Regions from separate parts of the Sus scrofa genome. Here region 2 is linked to region 1. The links are chromatin contacts, called in public Hi-C maps. All regions are on one chromosome and are shown on one strand. The core of a region is the stretch at or near the end of the contact, and the rest is flanking DNA. Distances in the headings are between cores, read along the strand shown. Region 1 has its middle 39 kb from the start of LRRC8D. Region 2 has its middle 15 kb from the start of LRRC8B.

The links. A called contact is a pair of places that touch in the nucleus more often than the background predicts.
Region 2: a contact with region 1 is called in a Hi-C map of omental adipose tissue, with 2.0 times the contacts expected there. The contact joins two enhancer-like sites. A contact is called at or near these places in 18 of 47 Hi-C or Micro-C datasets (adipocytes, alveolar macrophages, blood and 11 more) and 1 of 2 datasets of contacts at active chromatin or transcription factors (alveolar macrophages).

The regions. Positions count from the first base shown.
Region 1 is chr4:126,919,074-126,924,932 of Sscrofa11.1, forward strand. No RefSeq gene overlaps it. Among named protein-coding and RNA genes, the nearest start is that of LRRC8D, 39 kb to the left of the region's middle. Within about 2 kb of position 3,683, at least 39 of the 83 cell types and tissues checked have an H3K27ac peak or open chromatin away from gene starts, as enhancers often do. A contact at or near this core is called in omental adipose tissue, where this site is marked.
Region 2 is chr4:127,148,708-127,155,369 of Sscrofa11.1, forward strand. It overlaps the pseudogene LOC106510236. Among named protein-coding and RNA genes, the nearest start is that of LRRC8B, 15 kb to the left of the region's middle. Within about 2 kb of position 5,329, at least 4 of the 83 cell types and tissues checked have an H3K27ac peak or open chromatin away from gene starts, as enhancers often do. A contact at or near this core is called in omental adipose tissue, where this site is marked.

The DNA.
Region 1 (5,859 bases), core at 2,433-4,932:
AAAGGGGATTGTTGGCACTGGGGAGACGGGCTAGCTTGCAGTTTTGATGACAGGGGTCAGGTCGCCTGTACCAATAAAATGTATGTAACAAAATGAATCAGTCCTCTGGTTAGTATGGTTAGTGCGGACTATTTTTTCCTTTTGAGAAGGCGACTTGCAAGGAAAGTCACGAAGGAGGCGAGGGAGCGATTTGCTCATGGACGGTGTTGGGGGCAGGGGGTGGAGCCGGTGCAAGGGCTGTGAACAAAGGCCTGGCGTGTTGAGGTCAAGGCCACAGGTCTGAGCGGGAGGTAGCAGAGCCAGCGGGAGGTAGCAGAGGGGAGAAGCCACAGAAGGTAAAACGAGAGAGGCAGACAGAGCAGGCAGGGCGCGCAGGGCACGGGAAGGACTCTGGCTTTTACTCTGAGCAGGATGGGGAGCCACAGCAGGATTTTGAGCAGATGAGTGACAAAACTGCCTTCCTTTTTTGTTGTTGTTGTTTGTTTTTTGGTCTTTTTAAGGCTGGACCTGCGGCATATGGAGATTCTCAGGCTAGGGGGCGAATTGAAGCTGTAGCTGCCGGCCTACACCACAGCCACAGCCACACCAGATCCAAGCTGCGTCTGCAACCTACACCACAGCCCACGGCAACGCTGGGTCCTTCACCCACAGAGCAAGGCCAGGGATCGAACCTGCGTCCTCATGGATAATAGGTCAGATTCGTTTCTGCTGCACCACGACGAGAACTCCATTGACTTACATTTTAAAGAGATCAGTCTGGTTGCTGGGTTGAGACTAGACTGGGGGGTGGGCGCAGGAAGACCAGTTAGTAAAGCTGCTGCACCAGGTGCTGGCGTGTCCAGACCGGTGAGAGGCTGGCTCGATCATGAAGGGAGGCCACCGTTGTTCTTGGCATCACCAGCTTGAGTGTAAGCAGTACTGTGATGGCGATAATGACCCACACTCTCCGTTTCATTATCTTCATAAATGAAAAAGCTCAAAGACACAGAGCAATGTCCCTAAGGACGCGTATTTCATTAAGAGATAGACCCAGCGTCCAAACCTTAGCTCTAGCAGCGCTCGGCGCTAGTGCTCTCACACCTGCTTTATCACTGGTTTCTGGTTTTCCCTTTTGCCGGGCTCACCCCTGCCTTGTACCTGATAGGTGATCAATGTCTTTAATTAACGACAGCATTCACTTTGTCCTGTACTTGCTGAAATTAAAGCACATATTTGCTTCTGAGGTTTTTGAAAAAACTTTTATTTTTGTATTTATGTACAGTATACTTCACTTTTTTTTGTTTGGTATATAGACCTGTGAGTTTTAACACATGCATAGATTTGTGCAAACCGCTACCACAATCAGAATATTTCTGTCCCCCCGCCACTGCTCTTCTGCTGCATCTTAGGCAAACACTACCCCACCCCTGATTCCTGGCAACCACTGATCTGTTCTTTATCCTTATAGACTCTAACCTTTAGTCTATAGTTTTGGGTTTTTTTTTGGGAGTATGAGCATAACTGCATTTTGTATTTTTCCAGGGTAAAAATCTCGGCATGGGTTTGCTGGTTTACATGCTTATTGTTTGTTTACCTTTATAAGCACCTGCCAGATTGCTTTCTAAAGTAACTGCCCCATTTGGCAGGTCTGCCAACACCGTATGAGAGTTACGGTGGCTCTCTGCGTCCTCATCAGCCCTTGATATTGTCCATTTCACTTTTTGTTTGAGCCATTCTACTAGATATGCAGTGACATCTCCTCATGGGATACCAATTATTTTTGAAATTTATAGTAACAGTGTTTTAGACTCGGTGCAGAATTAAATTTATAGGCTAAAGTCCAAAAAAAGTTGTGGATAAACATGGAACAAGCATACTTAAAAAAATTTACCCCCTGCCCTTTTGGACGCCAATCATTTTCCATTTGTTATGGGGATATACCTTAAGCATGAATACCACAACGTGCTTGCAGGATTTTGTGCCAACAAGGAAATCCTCATGAACGAGGCCTAAGCTTTGCTTTTCTCTCAGGGATGCATAAGATGATGACTGGAAAATCGCCTCAAGAGACAAACACATACCTTATTGTTGTTATAAAAGATGCACTTGCTTATTAATTAAATGAAGGCAGTGTTCACCAGTAGCTAATATGGTGAAGGTATTACGTTAGACATGGTCTATGGAGAATATAAAACCGAGCTCTTGTCCCCATGGCATTTGCAATCCACCTATGGCGAGAAGGAAAATGTAAAAAAAAATCAAGTAACTAAGCCAGTAACACATGAATACACATTACAAGGATTTTTCTTAATTTTTCAAAATGGTCGTAAACATTTTGACAAGAAACAAAAACAATAAACAAAATACTGTACTAGAGATCAGTATGTTGACTTATATGGTACACTGCCGCAGAGTGTGTATGTTTAAGAAGGTATGTATACATATATGTATGACTGGGTAACCGCCGCACAGCAGAAGTTGACAGAACATTGTAAATCAACTACACTGATAGAATTAAAAACAGAAGGTATTTGTTTCCGCTCACGATACAGGATGTGTGAAGGGACAGGTCCAATAGGAGCGTGTCAGTCCCTAAGCAGGTGAGATTTGAGCCGGGCTTGGGACAACAGTGAGGTCTCGGTATCAGGAGACAGAAGACACTCCAGGTCAATCCAGTGTCGAGAGCTGAAGTGCAGGAGTTCCCGTTGTGGCTCAGTGCTAACGAATCCAACTAGAATTCATGAGGACTTGGGTTCGATCCCTGGCCTCCCTCAGTGGGTTAAGGATCCGGCGTTGCCGTGAGCTGTGGTGTAGGTTGCAGATGTGGCTTGGATCTGGCGTTGCTGTGGCTGTGGTGTAGACTGACAGCTACAGCTCCGATTGGACCCCTGGCCTGGGAACCTCCATATGCCAAAGGTGCACCCCTAAAATAAAATTTAAAAAAAGCGCTGGTTGATCTCATTCACTATCTCCTCAACAGCTTTGTAAAGAAGGTAAAACCCTGCAGTGACAAAGCTAGTAAGCTGTAGACCTGGGGTTCTGACCCAGACAGTCCAGTCCCAGCCCTTCACCGCGACGTAGTGCTGTAGTGCGAAGGCTAGAAGGGAAACTGGAGGTCAGATTACGGCCGAGATGATTGCACTTTTGCCGGGAGGACTTGTGTCCTCCATCCCCAAGACAATGCACCCCAGGAAGAGTGGTTCAGCCCGAGCCAGTCTGGGGGAAGAGCGTCCACACCGCCCCCCGCCCCCCCATGTGGACCCGCCTTCCCCTGTCCAGAGCCGGTGCCTCTCCAGGAGGGGCGCCCCCCTTTTGAGGCTCAGCGCTTTCGACGGCGGGAAGCGAGGAAGACTCTCACAGAACACAGCAGAGGACGACGAACGTCTGGAGCGCGGGTCTGGCAGCGAGGGTGGAAGGGACCGGACCCAGGAGATGGAGCCGAGAAGCCGGGAGGGGACCCTCCCTGCCGCAGAGCTCCGCCCGGGGACGGTGACGAGGCCGGAGCTGGGCTGGCGGCAGCCGGAGAGCTGTTGGGAAGTGCGGCCGGAGAGGACGTGGTGCCTCGGGAGCTTTGGGGGCGATCGGGAGGGCGGAGTGAGGCTGCCCAGGGTTTTGACCTCGTGTTCCCTCCGAGTCCTCCCGGAGAGCGGACGCCCGGGTCCCCGCGCCCTCAAAGTCCATTGCCACACCAGCCACGGCCGCTAGAGGGCGTCCCCGCCTCGCCGGCCGCGCCCCGGGGAGGGCGGCTCTGCAGTTTCACGTCCCGGTCAGGCTGGCCCGGAGCGCCTGGGGGAGCTGGGGTTTAGAACGGTTGATCATCACTGACACGGAAACTTGGAAGGGCTCCCACTTGATTGACAGCGCTGGAAACGGGGCCCAAGATGGAGCGGGGCAGTACCGAGCGCAGGCGCGGGAGCAGAGGGCGGGAGCGGGGCAGCTGCCTGCAAAACCCCATCGGCGGCCCTTGGCGGGCCCTGGCCCGGGGCTCGGGGCTCCGGAGATTCTGAACGTCATTCCCCGGCTTGTCCTGGCCGCTCAACTGGGCCAGCAGTCATGTTCATCTTCCTGCCCCAGGGTTGAGGTGTGTGTCTGAATTTATGTATGGCTGAGTGTGAGTGCGTGCACACATGTAGAGTGTGAGTGTGTATGGAAGTGCAAACACAGTGTGCATGTGTGTGGGGGTGGGTGAGTGCGTGTGCACACGTGCGGGTGCATATCTGTATGTATAGAAGTGATTACACATGTGGGTGTGGGTGTGCACACGTGTGGATGCATATGTGTGAGTGTGTGTAGAAGTGAGTACACGTGTGCATACGTGTGTGCGTGGGTGAGTGTGTACACCTGTGGGTGCAGAGTGTGAGTGTGCATGCGAGTGTGCATGTGAGCGTGCGCCTGTGAGCATGTCGCCTGGGTCTGTGCGCCTGCCCTGCAGGGAGAATGTGAATGTTTGTTGCTTGGCTTTGGCCCAAAAAAGAAAGAAATAATGAGGTGAACGGAAGTGAACTGGAGTCTGGGCTTCAGCTCTAATGAGCTGCTATCAGTGTTGACAAAGAGGTCATGCAATAGAAGCAAACGGGCCAAGCATGGAAAACCCAGGGACCAGGTGGTGTGGAGGGCTGGCGGTCCCCGCGGCAGGAAAAGCCACCAGAAGCCCAGGCGCCTGGGTCAGGAGAAGAGCCTCCGACCCGGGCCCAGATGGTGGGGACCCCGCCGGGCCGGCATCTCTTTGTGCTGCTCTGGGTCTTACCGGGGGGCCGCTTGGCTTTTTGATGGGCTGACCATGACCTGCCTCACGGTCCCCTGGGCGGTTTGCTCATTGTCTTTGTCAGGCTGGCCCCGGTCCCGGTTTCCCAGAGATGAGGTCACAGCCCTCTTACTCAGCAGCTGCTCAGATGGCCCCGGCTCTGACCCATGTCTGCGCTTAGTCACCTGGCTTGGTCCTGGGCTCACCTCTGCGCCCCGCAGTGGTTTGGAAGCGGGACCGTGGAGGCAGAGGCGCAGGCTATTTGCTGGATGCCTGAGAAGGAGCTGCTTCTGTTTCCAGACCTGTGTGTGTATTTCTGTGCAAGTGGGTGGGAAGGATGGGGGTGGAAGGGGATGCCAGAGGCCCCTAGGCGGGCTGCCCCCTCACAACGCTGGGGGCCGTATGTGGGTGTGTGTGGGGGTATCCCACAGGCTCGACTCAGCAGGCTTCCAGACCCGGGTTCCGCTGGGGAGAGAGCGCCCCCGTGCCTGTCCTGCATTCAGAGATCAGGGCCCTCACAGCCCCTGGGGACCCATCCCCAGAGGGGACAGGGCCCTCTCACACAGGGCTGTGACACCTTTCTTTCTTTTTTCCCCTTTTTTGGCTGCCCCGTGGCATATGGAGTTCCCAGGCCAGGGATCAGATCTGAGCTGCAGTTGTGACCTGAGCCGCAGCTGCAGCAATGCCAGATCCTTAACCCACTGTGCTGAGCTGGGGATCGAACCTGCATTCACGGCTGCAGAGACACCACTGCGGGAACTCCAAGATCTTTTTCCAAATCTCTCCATAGACAGAACATTCTCCTTACACTTGTATACGTGTGTGTGTGTGTGTGTGTGTGTGTGTGTGTGCACGCGCAGCAGGAAGGGCACACTTCATCGCTTTACCCGCACCCTAATAAATCTCGAGAGCAGTCTCTTCTTCTCAGAAATTTGTCAGAACACTTCCTGTTTGCTGTTTGTTTAAATATTCCCTGTTGGAGTTCCCGTCGTGGCGCAGTGGTTAACGAATCCGACTAGGAACCATGAGGTTGCGGGTTCGGTCCCTGCCCTTGCTCAGTGGGTTAACGATCTGGCGTTGCTGTGAGCTGTGGTGTAGGTTGCAGATGCGGCTCGGATCCCACGTTGCTGTGGCTC
Region 2 (6,662 bases), core at 4,079-6,578, 230 kb after region 1:
TATTTAAAAAAAATCAACTATTCCTGATGAGATATGTTTTTAGATATGAAATATAGTAAATATAATCAATACTCTTTTTCAAAGTCTGTGGACATTGATGAGTAGACATGTAATTACAGGCTAACCAAAAACTAAGAAGAGACATATTCCATTTTAGGCAAGGTATTCGTATAGGATCCAGAAACCCAGCATTATGAAACATCTTAATTAGGGATGATGACGTGTTTTTTTTTTTTTTTTCCAAGCAAGGGTACTACCTCACAGGATTCTTTTAAACTGTGAACTCTGATTTAAAAACATTGCTAATAATTCGATTTTTAAAATTCAATTTATGCGCTAGCTTTACCTCGTAATCATGACAGCTGCGTAGATTTACCTGTCTGAGCTGTTTCATGAAAACTACATCCATCTGGACAAGGTGCTAAGTTTAGGTCAAATTACTTTTAAAATTTTAAAATATTGTATTTGATTCTCTAGGAACGTTGAGAGTAGAGAAGAAAGAGGCAGAGTTAACTAATATTCATTTCATATTTAATTTTTCTGACTTTTTGCGAAGTGCTCTGTGTCCCATTGAGCGTCACAGCAGGGGTTGTTGTTGTTTGCTTTTTGGGGCCATGGCAGTTCCCAGGCTAGGGGTCGAATTGGAGCTACAGCTGCCAGCCACAGCCACAGCAATGTGGGATCCGAGCTGCATCTGCGACCTACACCACAGCTCACAGCAATGCCAGATCCTTAACCCACTGATGGAGGCCAGGGATCGAACCTGCATCCTCGTGGATGCTAGTCAGATTCGTTTGCGCTGAGCCACGACGGGAACTCCAGTTTTTGAGGTGAGTGTTCTTATTCTTACTCTGCAGATCAGGGTCAGAGGCCCACAAATAACCCCAGCTAATAAGGAAAGCGGTTTATAATCCAGACCCATAGAACTCCACAGTGAAGGCCTGAAAAAAATTCATCAACCATAAGAAAGGACACTTTAAGAAAAACCCTTGATTTGGGAAGGAAATAATAAATAAACTTTTTATTTTTTTTAATGCAAAGGGGCAGATCGTTGTACTCCACCAATATGTAAAATAACTTTTCTCCTTAGCTCGCTTTAAGGTAAAACCATTTAGGTTCTTGCAAACTATGGGTTGAGTCTCTTGAAAAACCCTGAAAACTTACCATGCATGAAGAAAACGATTCCTTGGACCAGTTATAGCCTCCTGGCATATTAAATGCTCGGTTTTTCTGAGGAGGCCATGCCAAATACAGGGTAATTTTAGCCGTTGCAGTCTGTCCTTATGTAAATAGAGATTTGCGATCTGCTCTCATTGGTGCCATCCCCAGCAGTACAGATGGGCTATTTTTGCCTGGTGCCAGGCTGTAGAAAGAGCTTAGAGCCTCACAGATTGGTCTGCTGCTTGAGTTGGAACGGAACCAACTACCCCAGGATAGCGCCAGTCATCTATTTTGATAGTCAGCTCTCTTCATTAGTATTCGTTTTGGCTCTGGGGCTTCAGCTCTCACACAAAGGGCGGGGCCCTGAAGGCATCTGGTTTCCCCTCCGTGTTGCTGGCTTCAGACATTTTATTAATTGCCCTGCGAGTTGGCATCGTTTGCTAGTTTCAAATACTCTTCAAATGCCCTCAGTATAGCTAATTCTTTGTTCCTTCTCTATGAAAAAAAAATCACAGGGTTCAAAATCTCTGGCCCATCACAATGCTGTATTTTATTACATTCTTGATATGGAGTGAGCATAGCCAATCTCCCAGAATGCGGTGAAGGATTTTTGCCACATGACTCTAACATTTTTCTTGTGTGATTTCATTCCGTACTGACTTTCCTTTAATCCACCCTGCCTACTCCTGGAACTCCTTCTCTTGCTTCTCTCCAATTTCAATTTATTTGCAAAGTAGTCATGTCACATCTATGCTTCTGCAGAACTTCCAGTATCTGTATTCAAGTTATGTCCTTTAGTAGCTTTAGGCCACCGTGAGGCCATGGACCAAGAGGTTACTCAGGTAGCTGAGGGATCCAGGCAGTGAAATGACTGGTTTATCCTTCTCTTCATCCACCCTACCTCCAGAGTAAGAGCAAAGCCTGGACAAATACTCTCTAGACACATGAAAATTCTGAAGTGGCCTGGATGGGACATCTAGTACATTGCATGAATCCTGTGTATTAAAACCATCCGTGCATTGGGAGTGCCCATCGTGCTCAGTGGTAATGAACCTGACTAGTATCCACAAGGATGTGGGTTCGATCCCTGGCCTCGCTCAGTGGATTAAGGGTGAGCTGTGGTGTACCTTGCAGACACAGCTTGGATCCCACGCTGCTGTGGCTGTGGATGGCAGCTGTAGCTCTAGCTCAAACCCTAGCTGGGGAACTTCTATATGCTGCAGATGCGGCCCTAAAAATAAAAAATACCAAAAAAAAAAAAAAAAAAAAAGGCATCAGTGTGTCCTCCAGCCTGCCAGAGTAGTAGCAGTTCTGGCCCCTGTCTCAGCGCCTGCCAAGACCCTGAAGCCCTGTGGCCCTGTGGGACACAGAGAATGACAGGACTTGGGATGACACTCAGGAGTGAGCACATCTGCTGCCCTCTCTTAGGCAAGTAGCTGTATTCTGGGCCCTAAGATGAAAACACTGAGATTCATTTATTTATCGTTTTACTCCTTTATTGACACAACACATGTTTGTTGATTGCCTATCTGTGCCAGGAACTCTGCTAGGAACTAGGAATACAGCTCGCAGGCCTTTTCTTGGCCTCGTGAAGGTCTTTCCCTGCAGCTCCTCACAAATCACAATGGTACCTCTGTTCGGTGTGTGCCAAGCATCTGTGCTGCCCTGCAGTGGTTATTGGCATACGTCTCTCGCATCAGCATCATAATCCTGCAGGGGAGGCAGAAAGATTCCCATTTTATAAGGGAGGAAACTGAGACTCAGAAACACTAGTTATCTTCTCAAAGTCCGTCCGTGGTGGAGCCTAGAATCCATGGACCGGAGTTTGGTTGGACTCCAATAGCAATGCCACGCCTTCTTTCCCAAGAGGCGGTAGGAAAACCCTCCTGGACGGAGAGTTAAATGCTCCGCGTGGGACCAATGCTCCCCGCAGCCCTTTGGAGCAGTTCCAGCTCTTGTCCAACCAGGACTAAGTGCAGGCTTCCTTCCCTCTCCAGGGTTTTGGCAACCAGAGGCTCTCCTCCCCAAACCACTCTTTTTCGCTGTGTCTCCTGCCAAGTGCTGTCCAGCTGCCCAGAGAGCCGATCCAATGTTTTCTTTCCCCTTCCTCGTTCTTCTCACCTGTGTACCAACACAGTCAGTCATTTGTTCTCACTTGTCGTTCCTTTTTCTAACATGCTCGCAGCCATCTTCTTCTACGGGGGGGAGAGTTTCCCTGTGTCACCTCCTAGATCAGCTTCCTGCTTTATTTCCCGGTGAAGGGGTGTGCATTCGACTCTCAGGTCTTCCCCTGCTTATCCCGAGCTGCTTCCCTGCACCCTCACTTAGCTGCTCAAGCCTGGTGTCTGCTGCTTGTGGGGAAGTAGCGTTGGGCAGGTTGTCTCGCCAGGGTTTGCCTTGAGTTACTCATTTGTAAAAAGCAACAGTACTTACCTCGTGGAGCTCTTGTAAGGAATAAACAGAGTAATACAATCTTCATGCAGTGACCGGAACTTAGTACCATATTCATAAATGTTAACTGTTACTCTTCTTGGAATTTGGTAGAGCATGTCAATTCTTTCCATGAGAAGAGACTCATGGGAGGGCCAGGACTGGCTGTAAACCCACCCACAGAGGAGCTGCCACTGGATTCCTGTCCTGGGCTGGAGGTTTAGGCTGTCAGGTAAGCGTGATTTCTGACTTTCTGAGGGCTCGGTCAGATTCAATCACGCAAATAGTAGGTAACAGAATTGAAGGTGGTGTAGCCGGGAGTTCAGGCGCTTGAGCAAGACGTGGCTGTGAAGACTGGGAGATTTGTCAAGGGGTAGGAAGGCTCGGTTCCCCAGGCCGAATCCTAGGACGGGCCTCCAAGTCTTTGGAAGGGACCTTTAGAGGAAGTCCTGGGAATAAACTGCAATATAGCAAGTGATCCAAATTTTGGAGATGAGCAGAAGCCAACCGTAAGACTCGGAGGGAGACGCCCAAACTTGGGAATGCAGCGAAGCTCCAGATACCAGAAGAGGGGCCCTGCCTCAGCATCAGATTCAGAATAAGGGGAGCCACGTGGAGTTTGGAGACGTGGGGCTGGGGCCCAGGGACCTGGATCCAGACCCAGTGATTCTGGGTGGGGAGAGCTGTAGAGATACGGAACCAGGCTGAACTGCATCCTTTATAAATCTATTATTTTATGAGTATAGATTCGACCTATAAACCTCGAGAGGTGAGATGGCTACGTATGTATAGATATCCTGATATGGTGTTTAATATCTTATTCGGTTCCTACTGTGAGGTTTCACAGAGATGATGAAAAATAGATGCACAGCTGATGTTTAAGTTTGTTTAAAAGTCTTTTTAAATGTAAGGCATTGTGGCTATTATTTATAATCATACCTCTTCGTGATTGCAATGCAGTTTTCCATTTAAATTCCTGTGTTTTCTCTGTAATCTAGCCTGGAGGATATTGCCACCATAATAAATAGAACCGGTCTATTGAATAAGCATCGTTTGAAGGATGTAAGAATAACAGCAATTTTGTTTTTGCCTCCCACTGTCATTTTAAAGTGTCTTCAACAAGATAAATGTTTTTCCTGCTGCTGGATAAAAGCTCAAGGGGATTTAACAACAGAAAGTCCCATGGTTGCTTTAACTTGCACAACAGAGCTCGACGCGGAAATTAGGCTGTCTAGGCTCAAGTTCAGTTTTCATTTGGAGGAGAGAATCCTCCCCTTCTCCTCTGCCCTTGTGTCCCTAGCTGCCTCCTTGCAGCCTTCTCAGGGAGGGACTATGGGTTGCTCGTCCCTTATAAGCAGTCGCAGAGGGACAAGGAGAAAGGTACCAGAAAGTTCTTACCTAACGAGTCTTCCTTTTTTTGGCCACGGTGTACTGCAGCTTGATGTGGGATCTCAGTTCCTGGACCAGGGGTTGAACCCAGGTCGCAGGTGGTGAAAGCACCGAATCCTAACCACTAGCCCACCAGGGAACTCCCACTTAACCAGTACTTTCATTCTGTCTCTTTCCTCCCTGGACCTGGCTGATGTTTAAAGCCGACTTCCTCTCTGGGACCATCCTAGATTCTCTGACAGGTCACCTGGGGGGCCCCTCTGACCTCAACCATTGAAGAGTGGGCCATGCCCCTCGTCCACTGACCACCGGCTCCTCTTAGCATCTGGGTTGGCAGGAGTGCACCCCAAGCCCAGGCTCTGCTGGGACCTCTTGCCCTCTCGGCAAAGCCCTATTTGAACAGATGGGAGCACTTCTGAAATAATTCCAGGATGAGCGCCTACCGTCCATCCATCTGTTGATGAGCCAGCAGCGGCAAGTTCTAGGGATGTCGCTGCCTGATACCTCAGGCCAGTGGCCATCGCACCAGGCCACAGTCCTCGGCCTTGTTACAGCCCAGCCCAGCTTATTTCCACAACAGCAGGGAGCACAGACGGAGCCTCCCAAAGTCTCCTTCAGGAGGTCCTCGCCTCATTGGAGCAAAGGTCAAAGCTCTTTTCAATAGGTACCATTTCTTGATAATTCCACCCTCTCGGTCTGCTCACAACCTTTAATAGCATTATAACCTGGGCAGAGGTTTTAAAGGTACCAAGACTGGGTCTCATCATTTTGTTTGAAAATGTATATGCGGTCTGGCAGCTCACGTTGGAATTAAACCTCTGTTGTGTTGTGATGCACGAGACAAAATTTCCAATTCGATGTCCTATATCATCGGCACACAAAATGTATCAGTCAAATGAGTGTCTCAATCATTTATGTTGAGAATACAGGGAATTGAGAGCTCATGGGACTGTAAAATCAGTGGGAAAAATAAGGATCCTTATTTATTCTTAGAGTTCCACACCCAGGCAGCTCTTGATTGTGAATGAAAAATGCAGCCTCCCCTATCAGTAAACAAAGGATGTTGCAGCCGTCAGGCCATCTCCTTACAGCCTCCCCAGTGGTGAGCCCTGAGGGAGCGCGGCTGGAACAGAATGCCCGCCATCCAGCAGTCAGTGGTGGCAGCCACCCCCGCCAGGGCACCCCAAGAGACTCAGGATGAGGAGGCACAGGATGCTGGCCCAGAGAGCTGGGTGCCCAGCAAAGGAAAGATTTCGGTGAGCCCGGACTGCTGCATCTCTCCATGCACAGAAAAACAGTCCATTTCCTAACCCGAGGCATCCAGTTGTTTTTAACTTTCAGCAATTTATGATGTTTGGATTACCTGGTCTTTGTTGCAAAACTCGCATACATCCCGCACACCCGCCCCCTCCCCGAGCTGCATTCAGACTTATCTGAGGTGCTGTGTCCCAGGCTTAAGTCCTCAGAGTTGTCCACCAAATAAAACATAACTTTTGACTTTTAGGCTGTGCATTTTTTCCCCCCAGTCAACGTGATCATAAGAGAACTGGGGAAGTGCCCCTCCCCGTTGCTTCCACAGGTCTTGCTAAATCACCTCTATCGTTGTTCGGGGGCTGCTGATGGAAGTGCCCACCTTGGCCAGGCTCGGTAGCAGCCACTGGCATGAGTGGTCTCACAACAGG